Linked DNA regions of Sus scrofa: region 1 is linked to region 2. The links are chromatin contacts, called in public HiChIP or PLAC-seq maps. All regions are on one chromosome and are shown on one strand. The core of a region is the stretch at or near the end of the contact, and the rest is flanking DNA. Distances in the headings are between cores, read along the strand shown. Region 1 overlaps TTC39C (tetratricopeptide repeat protein 39C). Region 2 overlaps NPC1 (NPC intracellular cholesterol transporter 1).

Region 1 (5,321 bases), core at 2,101-4,600, 520 kb after region 2:
CATCCCAAAAGATGGTTCTATAGAAAGTAACTTTCTTTGGACATGTAGTCTTATTGACATACATGCTTCCCTTTTCCAAAGAGATTTAGTATTAATATTTAGGGCTTGTTAAACAATTGTTAGTGACTGTAGAAGATTTTCAGGTTTCTCCACAAGTCAACTTGTTTGTGATCAAATACAGCGTTTTCCATTGATTCACATATTTTTATCATCAGACTTACCTGCCTTCTGCTTATTAAAAAAAAAAAAAAAAAAAAGAAGGATTTGCTCTCGAAGGTCAAAAAGTTTGTCCGTGTTGATTGATATTCCAGATCAAGGTAAAGCAATTCTAAAAGAAGCTGTGCTCAGAGGCCCTGTAATTAGAGTAGGTGTGTAACCCTCCTAAGGGGATTCCTTGAAAGGAAGCAAAATTTTCTTAGTTATGCGAGGTCTGTTCTGTTGTTTAAAAAGATAGGCATAATTTAAAACCCATCTCTTATTGTTGATGCAAGTCTAGAATATCTACCAAACCTCTAACTCAGAGGAACAGTACAGAATTTTAGGTATTGTTTTTAATGCACAATTGGGTGGTCGTGTGTTTAGAGAGAATTAAAACACTCATGCAGATATCAAATAATACTTGGCAGGTACAAGAATGATTATCACTCAATGTAACTAAATATTCTCTGAATGCCTTTCCAAGTATCAAACAAGAAAGATGTCTTGGAAAGGGAGGCAGTGTCGCAGGAACATGAGATAATTCTCTAATCTTTTTGATGACAGTCCATTTCAGAGAGCTGTTAATTAGATTATCTCATTCCCCAGTAGTGATCCAAATTGATTCAATTGTGTGAAAAACAGTGAAGATCTTTATAAAGAAATAGTTAAGTTCTAGGGGGAAAAAAAAAAAACCTGCTAGCAGGTGATAGAGGGCTGTGTGCATTATCACGCTCTTCCCCCAGGCCCTCAGTCCCTGTCTGTGACTCCCACTCCCTTCATCAGCAGAGCGGTTGGATTCTTACATCTTGTCCCGTGGTTTCACTCATGCCCTTCCCTCACTTACCAGCCCCTCTCCTCTGCTTACTCTATATTCTTAGCACAGCAGTCAGAATGATTAAAACCTAAGTGTGTGTTGTTGCACCTCTAAGACCTGTGGTCTCATCTCATTCACAGTAAAGGCCCAGGTCCATCAAATGGCGTGTTGTCGGCACACATGCCCCACTGCTGATGCTGCTCACACCCTTCCCCTGCCCACCAGACTCCAGCCACACTCCTCCTTCCTGAGCCTGAGCATACCAGGCCTCAGTGCCTTTGCACTTGCCCTTCTCTCCTGCAAAAACTCTTCCCATCCCACCAACATTGACATGGCTCCTTTACTCATTTTCTTCAGGCTGTCCTTTATACACCTCTGACTTTTTCAGTGGGGCTTAACCTATACCATTCCTCTTTTTTTTTTTTTTTTTTTTTAGGGCCACACCCACAGCATATGGAAATTCCCAAACTAGGGGTTGAATCGGAGCTGTAGCTGCAGGCCTACACCACAGCTGCAGCAATGCAGGAACTGAGCCATGTCCACAACCTATACCACAGCTCACGGTAACTCCAGATCCTTAACCCACTGAGCAAGGCCAAGGCTAGGGATCGAACCCACATCCTCGTGGGTACTAGTCGGGTTCTTTACCACTGAGCCACAATGGGAACTCCAACCTGTACCTTTCTAACCGCCCCCTTTCTAGCTTTATTTTTTATCTCAGCATGTATACTTCTTTAACATACTTATTTTATCTGTTTGTCTTTTGTGTCATCTGTTCCCTCCACAAAACTTTAGTTTCCTAAGGGCAGGAATTTTTTTTCTGTGTGGTCACTGCTGGCACATAGTAAATACTCAGTACATATTGAGTGAATGGGTAGAATGAATGAAGAGTGAATGAGTGAATGAAGGGGTGAATGAACTGCATTCCCCCAACACTACTGCTACCATAAGATTTTTTGGGTTCTTTTTTTGTGGAGATATTTACAGCCTATTTTTTTGAGACACCTCTTGCTTCTGTAGGTTTAGATTCACATTTACCTCTTTGCCACTCTATCCAGCTCTTCTGGTTACTTCCAAAACTTCTTCTGGAACCTTGAGATACACACACACACGTATGTCCACACACACACACACACACACACACACACACACGTATGTCCATACATTTATATGTAATATGTGTGTGTGTGTATGTGTATGTTTTTATCAAACCGTATCAAATCTCAATGTCTTTATTGGTGCATAGAAATAATTACTAGTTTTCCTCCTCTATTAGCTCCACTATGTTTCCGATTTCTACCTTTTTCATTTCCTTGGAAAACTTCCATGTTACCCTCCAACATGTGTGCCCATCCTCCACAGTAGATGGAATCTTCTTGAAGTAGGGGGATCACGCCCCTTCTCGGAGACTGGTGCAGTGTCTCCTACAAGACATGTGAGGGTGTTTACTGCCTAGTTTTTTAAACTAATATGATGCAATTTAAGAGATATTGATAGACTTTGTCTTTTTATTTTTTAGTATTTTAGAGCCACACCCATGGAACATGGAAGTTCCCAGGCTAGGGAAACAAATTGGAGCTACAGCTGCCGGCCTACACCACAGCCACAGCAACACGGGATCCAAGCTGAGTCTGCAACCCACAACACAGCTCAGGGCAATGCTGGATCCCCGACCCACTGAGTGAGGCCAGGGATCCAACCCGCATCCTAATGGATATTAGTCGAATTCATTTCTGCTGAGCCTTAATGGGAACTCCAGATAGACATTATTTTTGAGAGCAGTTTTAGATTCACAGCCAAATTGAGCAGAAAGTACGGAGTGGTTCCCATATACCCCAGACCCTCCCAACCCTCACCTGTACACACACAGACTCCCCAACCACTAATGTCCCCCACTGTGGGTCATTTGTTAACAGCTGATGAACCAACACTGACACATTGTTATCACTCAGAGTCCACCATTTGCATTAGAGTTGATGCTTTTTTGGTACATTCTGTGGGATTTGATGAATGAAGTAATGACACATATGCACTTTTACAGACGAAATGATACAGAATTGTTTCACTTCCCTGAATGTACCTGCGCCCTACCTCTGGCAACCCACCACAGTTTTGCCTTTTCCAGAATGTCACATAGTTGTAATTGTACAGTATGGAGCCAATTGCAAATTTTCTTCTTTGACTTAGTAGCAGTAGATTCAGTTTTGAGACTTCTTGGCACTATGAAGTTCAATATCTTTGCCTTTCCATGACTAAGGATACTCATTAAGTAGTAGGAAGGGGAACCTTCTCAGTTTCAGGGGGCAGAATTATGCACTGAGTAAGTTGCTAACCAATGAAATAGTTAACTCAATGATATTTACGGAATTAAGTGAATGTATTTCCTTCTTGCTGCTTTCACTTCTCTTTAAGCTTGCCATGAAGTGGATGACTCATCTGTCGTCGGATTAAAGTATTTGCTTCTTGGTGCCATACACAAATGTCTGGGGAACTCAGAAGATGCTGTTCAGGTAAATGGTTAATGTGTAGTCATGGCTAAGGACCCCAAACTGTGAAAGCCTGCATATGTGCTTGTGAAAAAGAAAAAGGAAAAAGTGTTACACAAACCGATCTCCCCCCACTGCATTGTGAGTTTCATCCACTTTATTTGATTAAAGTGCTGGAAGTTTAAGATGCTGGAAGTTAATGATGGTTCACATTAATTTTGTTTGTTTGTTTGTTTGTTTTAGGGCCACATCCGCGGCATGTGGAGGTTCCCAGGCTAGGGGTCTAATCGGAGCTGTTGCTGCCGGCCTACGCCACAACCACAACAATGCCAGATCCGAGCCGCGTCTTTGACCTACACCACAGCTCATAGCAATGCTGGATCCTTAACCCACCAAGCGAGGCCAGGGATCAAACCTGCAACCCCATCATTCCTAGTCAGATTCTTTTCTGCTTTGCCACAATGGGAACTCCTGGTTCACATTAATTTTTTAAAACATTTTTAAATGAAAGGATAGTTGATTTACAATGTTTCTTAAATTTTCTGTTGTACAGCAAAGTGACCCAATCACACACAGTTCCCTGTGCTATGATAGGGCCCCATTGCCCATCCATTCCAAATATTATAGTTTGTATCCAAAAACCCCCAAGTGCCTGTCCATCCCACCCTTTCTCCCCTCCCCTGTTAAGAACCACAAATCTGCTCTCCTTGGCCATGATCTGTTTCTATTTTGCAGATGGGAACATCTTGCGATATTTTATTTTTATTTTATATTTTTTTGTCTTTTAAGAGCCGCACCCAACGGCATATATGGAGGTTCCCAGGATAGGGGTCCAATTGGAACTGTAGCCACCGGCCTACACCACAGCCACAGCAACTCGGGACTCAACCTGTGTCTACGACCTACTCTACAGCTCACAGCATCCTTAACCCACTGAGCGAGGCCAGGGATCAAACCCACATCCTCATGGATGCTAGTCAGGCTCATTAACCTCTGAGCCACGACGGGAACTCCTGTGCAATATTTTAGATTACACAAACAAGTGATGTCATATGGTAGTGTTCTTTCTGGCTTCACTTAGTATGAGAATCTCTATTTCCATTTATGTTGTTTCAAATGGCATTAGTTTATCTTTTTTATGGCTGAGCCATTGTATATATGTACCATGTCTTCTTAAACCATTCGTCTCTCAATGGACATTTAGGTTGTTCCCATGTCTTGGCTATTGTGAATAGTGCTGCACTAAACATAGGGGTGCATGTATCTTTTTCAATGAAAGTTTTGTCCAGATATATGCCCAGGAGTGGGATTGCTGGATCATATGGTAGTTCTATATTTAGTTTTTTGGGGTACCTCCATATGGTTTTCCATAGTGGTTATAGTAATTTACATTCCCACCAAGAGTACAAAAGGGTACCCTTTTCTCCACATTTGTTATTTGTTGACTTGTTAATGATGGCCATTCTGACTGGTGTGAGGTGGTACCTCATTGTAGTTTTGATTTGCATTTCTCTAATAATTAGTGGTGTTGAGCATTTTCTCATGTGTCTATTGGCCATCCATATATCTTCTTTGGAGAATTGTCTATTTAAGTCTTCTGCCCATTTTTTGATTGGGTCGTTTGTAACTTCAGAGCCTTGGAATCCTTTGCATATGGGCTTCTTTCCTGGAACTAGCTATTTATCAAAGATGACAGTCTCAGTTGGAGAAGGAGGAAAGAAGAGTCAGACAGTGTTGGTTTAGGATATTCTTGGTACATGTTATATGAAAAAGAACCATTCAATATTTTCAAATGTAGTTAGAGGGGTTTTTCTGAGTTTCTT
Region 2 (5,456 bases), core at 2,858-5,357:
ACATTTGTTTTTGTCTGGTTTGTAACGGGATCAACATAATCTTCAGTTGCTGTAACGTTCAGAAACTGACTTTGTCGAGGGCTACATGTCAGCTCACAAAACAGGTTCATTAGGTTATAAAAACAGGATGGACATCTAAAGAAAAAGTAAACTATTTTGTATGATCTCACAAATAGGGCCAGCAAAAAGATGATTTAAGATAGACAAAGACCACGTAAAATTTATTGTAAAGTGGCAAATGGATTACAAGGACATACTAAACCCAGCGATTCTAACCTAAAACCTCTTGCTAAAGACACCTCCTTAAAACCGACCCTAGTTACTATATTTATGTTGACCAGAGGTAATTTCAAAAAGAGACAAATACTTTCTGAATTCTGCACTTTATAATTCACATCTTTGTCTTGAAGCTAAAGGGACTTAGGAATGTCATGGTGATGATTGCGATAGAGAAAGAAAAAAAAGGGGGGAGGGAATGAGATTTACACACTAGAGTTTTCATTTTAAAACCTCCTGAAGGGCTCTCTCCCAAACCTCTAGGCCCCCTCTAAATGCAAGAGGACTCCCTGTGTCTTGAGAAGATAAGAGCAGCAGGAGTGCTCTCTGGCTGTAGAAATATTTCAGAAGCACTCAGGTTTCCACAAGAACCACAAGCTGTCTGCTGTCCTCCAGGTTCAAAGTTTAAGCTCCTAACATTGACCCGTTATGCGGTAGGAGAACTCTCTCTCTGTCAGGTCACTGTTATCAAAGCTACCACGTCATCAGACTTGCATTCTCGAAACACAACCAGTCAAGATTGCTCCCCACTCTCATCCAAGCCAGACAATCTACACACGACACAGAACAAGGAAGGTGTGGTCCTGCCTTCAAAGCCTCCGGTCTAGTGGAGGTGCAGACCCCCCACGTGGACTGGATTTCAGGAGTCCCGTGCTTTACTGTGACAAACAGAAATGATAATCACACCATTCTAGCAGAAATCACTCTCAGGGGAACAGCTTTCTACCACTTTTCATAATCTACAAACCTCTTTCCATGTTACTCCATTTAATCTCCACAATCATCAATTCTGACAGCTGCATAATATTCCATATTAGCAGCTCACTGTTTGCTATTATAAATAAAGTTTTGGTACCTCTGACAACATGAGGAAAACTTGGTTATCTTTTTGATGTTTACACCCATAAGGCCTCACGCAGAGCAGGTGCTAAATAAATGTATTTTGGCTGAATGACAGCTTGCATCTGGCTCCAGGAACACCCACTAGACTTCCTTCCACAAGATACGCTGGTCTGAACAGAGTCTCAACTTTTTTTTTTCCTTCTTTTTAGGGCCTCACCTGCAGCATATGGAAGTTCCTAGGCCAGGGGTCCAATGAGAGCTGCAGCTGGCCACAGCCATAGCAACTCGGGATCCAAGCCGAGTTTGCAACCTACACCACAGCTTGCAGCAATGTCAGATCCTTAGCCCATTGAGTGAGGCCAGGGATTGAACCCATATCCTCATGGATACTAGTCAGGTTCTTAACCCACTGAGCCACAATGGGAACTCCTCCAAGTCTTAACTTCTTGATTATTATATTGTATGGTTGTCCTGGGAGAACAATTTAGGGATGGAGCAAGGTTTCCTCAGTGGACACTGACTTGTGGCTTATCACCTGCAGTGACACCTGCACAAAGAAGCATATGTCCTTCCCATTCACCTTTATCAGGGGGCCGACGTGCTATTTAAAAGCATGTTACAATGTACTGCTCTAAAGACCACACCAGCCGCTTTTTTGCACATCTGATAACTGCTGGGTAAGCTTAGAGAACGTCTATCACACAACCCTTTTCGCTGCCCTGGACACAGAACAGACTGGACAGCAAACCAACGTTGACAAAACCAGCCGACTATGCCAGAACAAGAGCAGTCATCAAAGGCCAGCTTGACTGAGGTCTGGGTCACTGCAGCAAGAGAGAACCATGTACAAAGCAGGGGCGATGAGGGAGTGATGCAGAGTTGGGCATGGGTGAGGGTCTCAGGTCGAAGGCCTGGGCAGGACCATCAGGAACCTCTTCTCCCCACAGAGTCTGAAGGGGCCCAGGGCACAGCGCAGGCTCCTCTGGGGTGAAGATGACGCAGAGGGAAACCAAGGAGCGACTCTCAATGTAGCTAGAAAGAGAGCTGAGTCTGATAAGTATTACTTTATCACAAGTTCCTCTTTATTTCTGAGATGTCACAAGATGGCTTTCTTGAAATAAGACAAAAACTAAGCTTTTGAAAGCCCCCTTGTTGGTATGCCTGGTGCTCAGCCTACCTGGACAGGAACTGCAGAGGCAGCTGCAGGTTGTCCTTCAGGGTCCGCAGCTGCTGAACATCACAGCAAAGACTGACATTGCCGAAGAAGAAGCCCGGACAGAGTTCCTTTTGGGTGAGAAGCTCGGTTAAATAAGGACAGACAAGGCTCAGTGAGGTAAGATCGTTTTATTCATATCTTCCTCTCTAGGTACACGAGGGTGAGACACCTGTTTGCAAAGGTCTTGCAGAATTCTTTTAAATTTACAGTTAATAACTAGGGATTCACGAAAGGAGAGCGGGTAGAGACATGTCAAATTTTCTTCTAATTGGAAAGCTCACGCTCTTCCCCTGGTAACCCTTTTAGTTCTTTTTAGGTTTTTCTGGTCAAGTTTCTCCAGAATGCTATTTACCCTATCTGTGAGTCACTCCAGGGAAAGTCGAACGCCTCTGATAATTCTGATGAAAGGAGCAAGTCCATCCAGGAGACCTCGCTACTGCCTCGACTGGATTTTAAATTGCTTCCTCCTCCAACACCAGTCTTTTAACCTAAATTTTCCAGTTCTTTTCTAATATCTCTGTGTATTAGAGATGGTAAGACAACAGGAAACAGATTCCTGGCAGCAGCCAAGTTCACAGGCTCTTGGTGGAAAACAGAGGAATCCCTAACGTGAATGGAGGATGAAGGACTCATAGCCACTTAGCAGCCTTGTCCATCCAGGTCCTCAAATCGAGGAACAGAAAGAGCTAACTTTGAATGTACTTTGAAGAAGCTGCAGAGAGTAACATTTGAGGCACCAAAAGCAGCCCCTAAATAGTAACCTGCTATTGAGAAACTCAATGACCGAGGTGTAGGCAATCCCAGAAAAATTAAGCCTCTGGAGTTATGTTATCTTCTCGGAGCTACAGACAAAGACTTTGGGATAAGAGAAGCCTACTCATTTCATCTCTGCCCCCGTTCTATGATACTATTTAAGTATAACTTCGAGGATATCTGATGAGCATTGTGTGTTCAATGCCCAGGACAATGAACTCACCTGCACTAGGTCATAGCCGTCCTCTGGCAGTGGTTTTGGTGGCCCAGAGTATCTGCAATTGTACCTCTTATCTCCATATGCGATTCCACACTCTCCATACCAAACACAGGACTGTGAAAATACCTACAAAAGTCAACACAAAATTTGGGTCATTAGTGTCTTCAAAGGCACCCGCTCAAGCACCATTTCCAGACGCTCACAATGTTACCTGCAAAGCAAAGTAGCAGTAAGGGGCAATGGGTAGCTTAATATTTTGAAAAATATTAATTCAAGTAGACCCAAAGCCCAAAATGGATCTGTCAGGTCAGTCAGTGAAGGAGGTAGAAATTCCTTATTTACGTGATTTCTACTTCCTGCTAGTTTATTTGTTAAGAAGAGGAAGCTACAGTTTCATGTAAGAGTCACTAAGAATCAGTGCAGGAAATAGAAAGCAAGATAGTTCGGGGTTTGCGACTACTAAGGCACTATGTTTGCTTATCTGCCTAAGGAACTGTGCCAGGTCTAGGTAATTAAGGAACATTTCCATATCTATTTAGGTTAATTAACATCAGCACACCGTAACTTGAAGAAAAAACCGTAAGTAAGGAGGAGGAGCAAAAATGAGTATCTTGTCCTTGAGATGTGAGTAAAAAGAAAAGGGCCCACTTTGAGGAAAACCATCTCAGAATCTTAAAAGAAAAATGTAAAGCCTCTTGTGCAAAGATTTCTCAAGAGCCACTGCTAGTCCCCCGTGAGAGTCACACGGCTGTCAGAAAATTCAGAAGGGAGGAGGGTGCGGCAGTGTGACTCAGCCCGTCGGCAAGGCCACTGAGCTCCGCCAAGCTGGCCAGGGTCATGGCCAGCATGACCTTGCAATCAGCAGTCCTAGGGAAACTGTGGCTGTCGGGAAGCCTGCATGGCTCCCAAGACACCTCGTGGAAAAGCCATCAAAAAAAAAAAAAAAACAAAAAAAAAAAACCAAAACCGGAGTAGAAGCAAGAGAATGAATTCTCTCCAGGGGCAGTGCACATGACCCATACAGTGCAAGGCGCTAAGCCAGGCTGCCCTGGTCCCTGGTGTCGAGATAACAAATCCCACGGCAGGCCCCGAAGCCCTGAAAACGTGGAAGGGACAACAGGCGGGAGGTTGAGAGGTGTGGTGGGAAATCTCAGGGTCCCTATGACTTGGCTCTGAATTTATTCTTCAGATAGTTTAAAACAGAACATGATGATACCCCACTCTTGATTCATTAAGTCATATGTTTAGGCCGAAAGGAAGGGAGATTATACAAATGAGGAAGCGAAAATTGTTAAGCAACGCCACATCCCAAACCTATGGCAAGATGTTGCAAAATTCTACCATTTTTCTATCAAAAGGATTATAGTAATTTCCATAAATCTAGTGATTCTAGGGAAAGGACTGCTCTGGGTTTCCCACTAAAAGGTCATTATCCATCTGCCAAAGTTTGAAAAGGCAAATAAGCTAACTCAGCAGGGGTGACAACTGCTGGTATTGACCTGCAATTCACATACCAGGGCCCCCTCCCCTGAGCTCCCCCTCATAGAATTCTCAACGGACCAACAGGGCGGGCAGATCTGGGTCAGGGGGCATCTGCCATGTCACCCATAGGAGTGGCAGGGACCCAGTCAAAAAACCGACTGGAGTTCCTCTCATGGCTCAGTGGTTAATGAACCCGACTAGTATCCATGTGGACACAATTTCGACCCCTGGCCTCGCTCAGTGGGTTAAGGATCCTGTGTGGCTGTGGCTGTGGTGTAGGCCGGCAGCTGCAGCTCCGATTGGACCCCTAGCCTAGGAACTTCCATATGCCGCAGGTGGGGGCCTAAAAAGACAAAAGACAAAAAACCACCCCACCCACCCCCAAAAAACCACCACGACTCTGGCGTGACTAACAGGATGGGTGTCTGGAGTCTAGGTTCCCCTTCTCAGCACTGAGTGCTCTCTGGGAAAATATGGATGACCCAAAGTTGTTTGATTCCTACCCACAAGCCCATCCTTTACAGTCTACACCATCTGTTTCATAGCAGTGTTGTTTCTATCCACCAAGGAGAAGAGATGGGGCTGGGGGCGGGGGAGGGAAGGAGAGGAGGGAGGTCAGGAGTCCTGGGTTCTGAGCCTCCATACATGTTGAGCCTAGGTGCACCT

What was found. HiChIP or PLAC-seq counts read pairs in DNA pulled down with a chosen protein or histone mark.
Region 1: an H3K27ac HiChIP or PLAC-seq map of alveolar macrophages shows a contact between it and region 2. The contact joins two enhancer-like sites.

What each region holds. Positions count from the first base shown.
Region 1 is chr6:108,956,916-108,962,236 of Sscrofa11.1, forward strand. TTC39C (tetratricopeptide repeat protein 39C) reads left to right here. Exons shown (of 14, transcript XM_021096193.1): 11 at 3,425-3,522. Among named protein-coding and RNA genes, the nearest start is that of CABYR, 12 kb to the right of the region's middle. Within about 2 kb of position 3,351, at least 3 of the 83 cell types and tissues checked have an H3K27ac peak or open chromatin away from gene starts, as enhancers often do. A contact at or near this core is called in alveolar macrophages, where this site is marked.
Region 2 is chr6:108,434,849-108,440,304 of Sscrofa11.1, forward strand. NPC1 (NPC intracellular cholesterol transporter 1) reads right to left here. Exons shown (of 26, transcript NM_214322.1): 2 at 3,312-3,434; 3 at 2,297-2,403; 4 at 1-135. Among named protein-coding and RNA genes, the nearest start is that of NPC1, 13 kb to the right of the region's middle. Within about 2 kb of position 4,108, at least 37 of the 83 cell types and tissues checked have an H3K27ac peak or open chromatin away from gene starts, as enhancers often do. A contact at or near this core is called in alveolar macrophages, where this site is marked.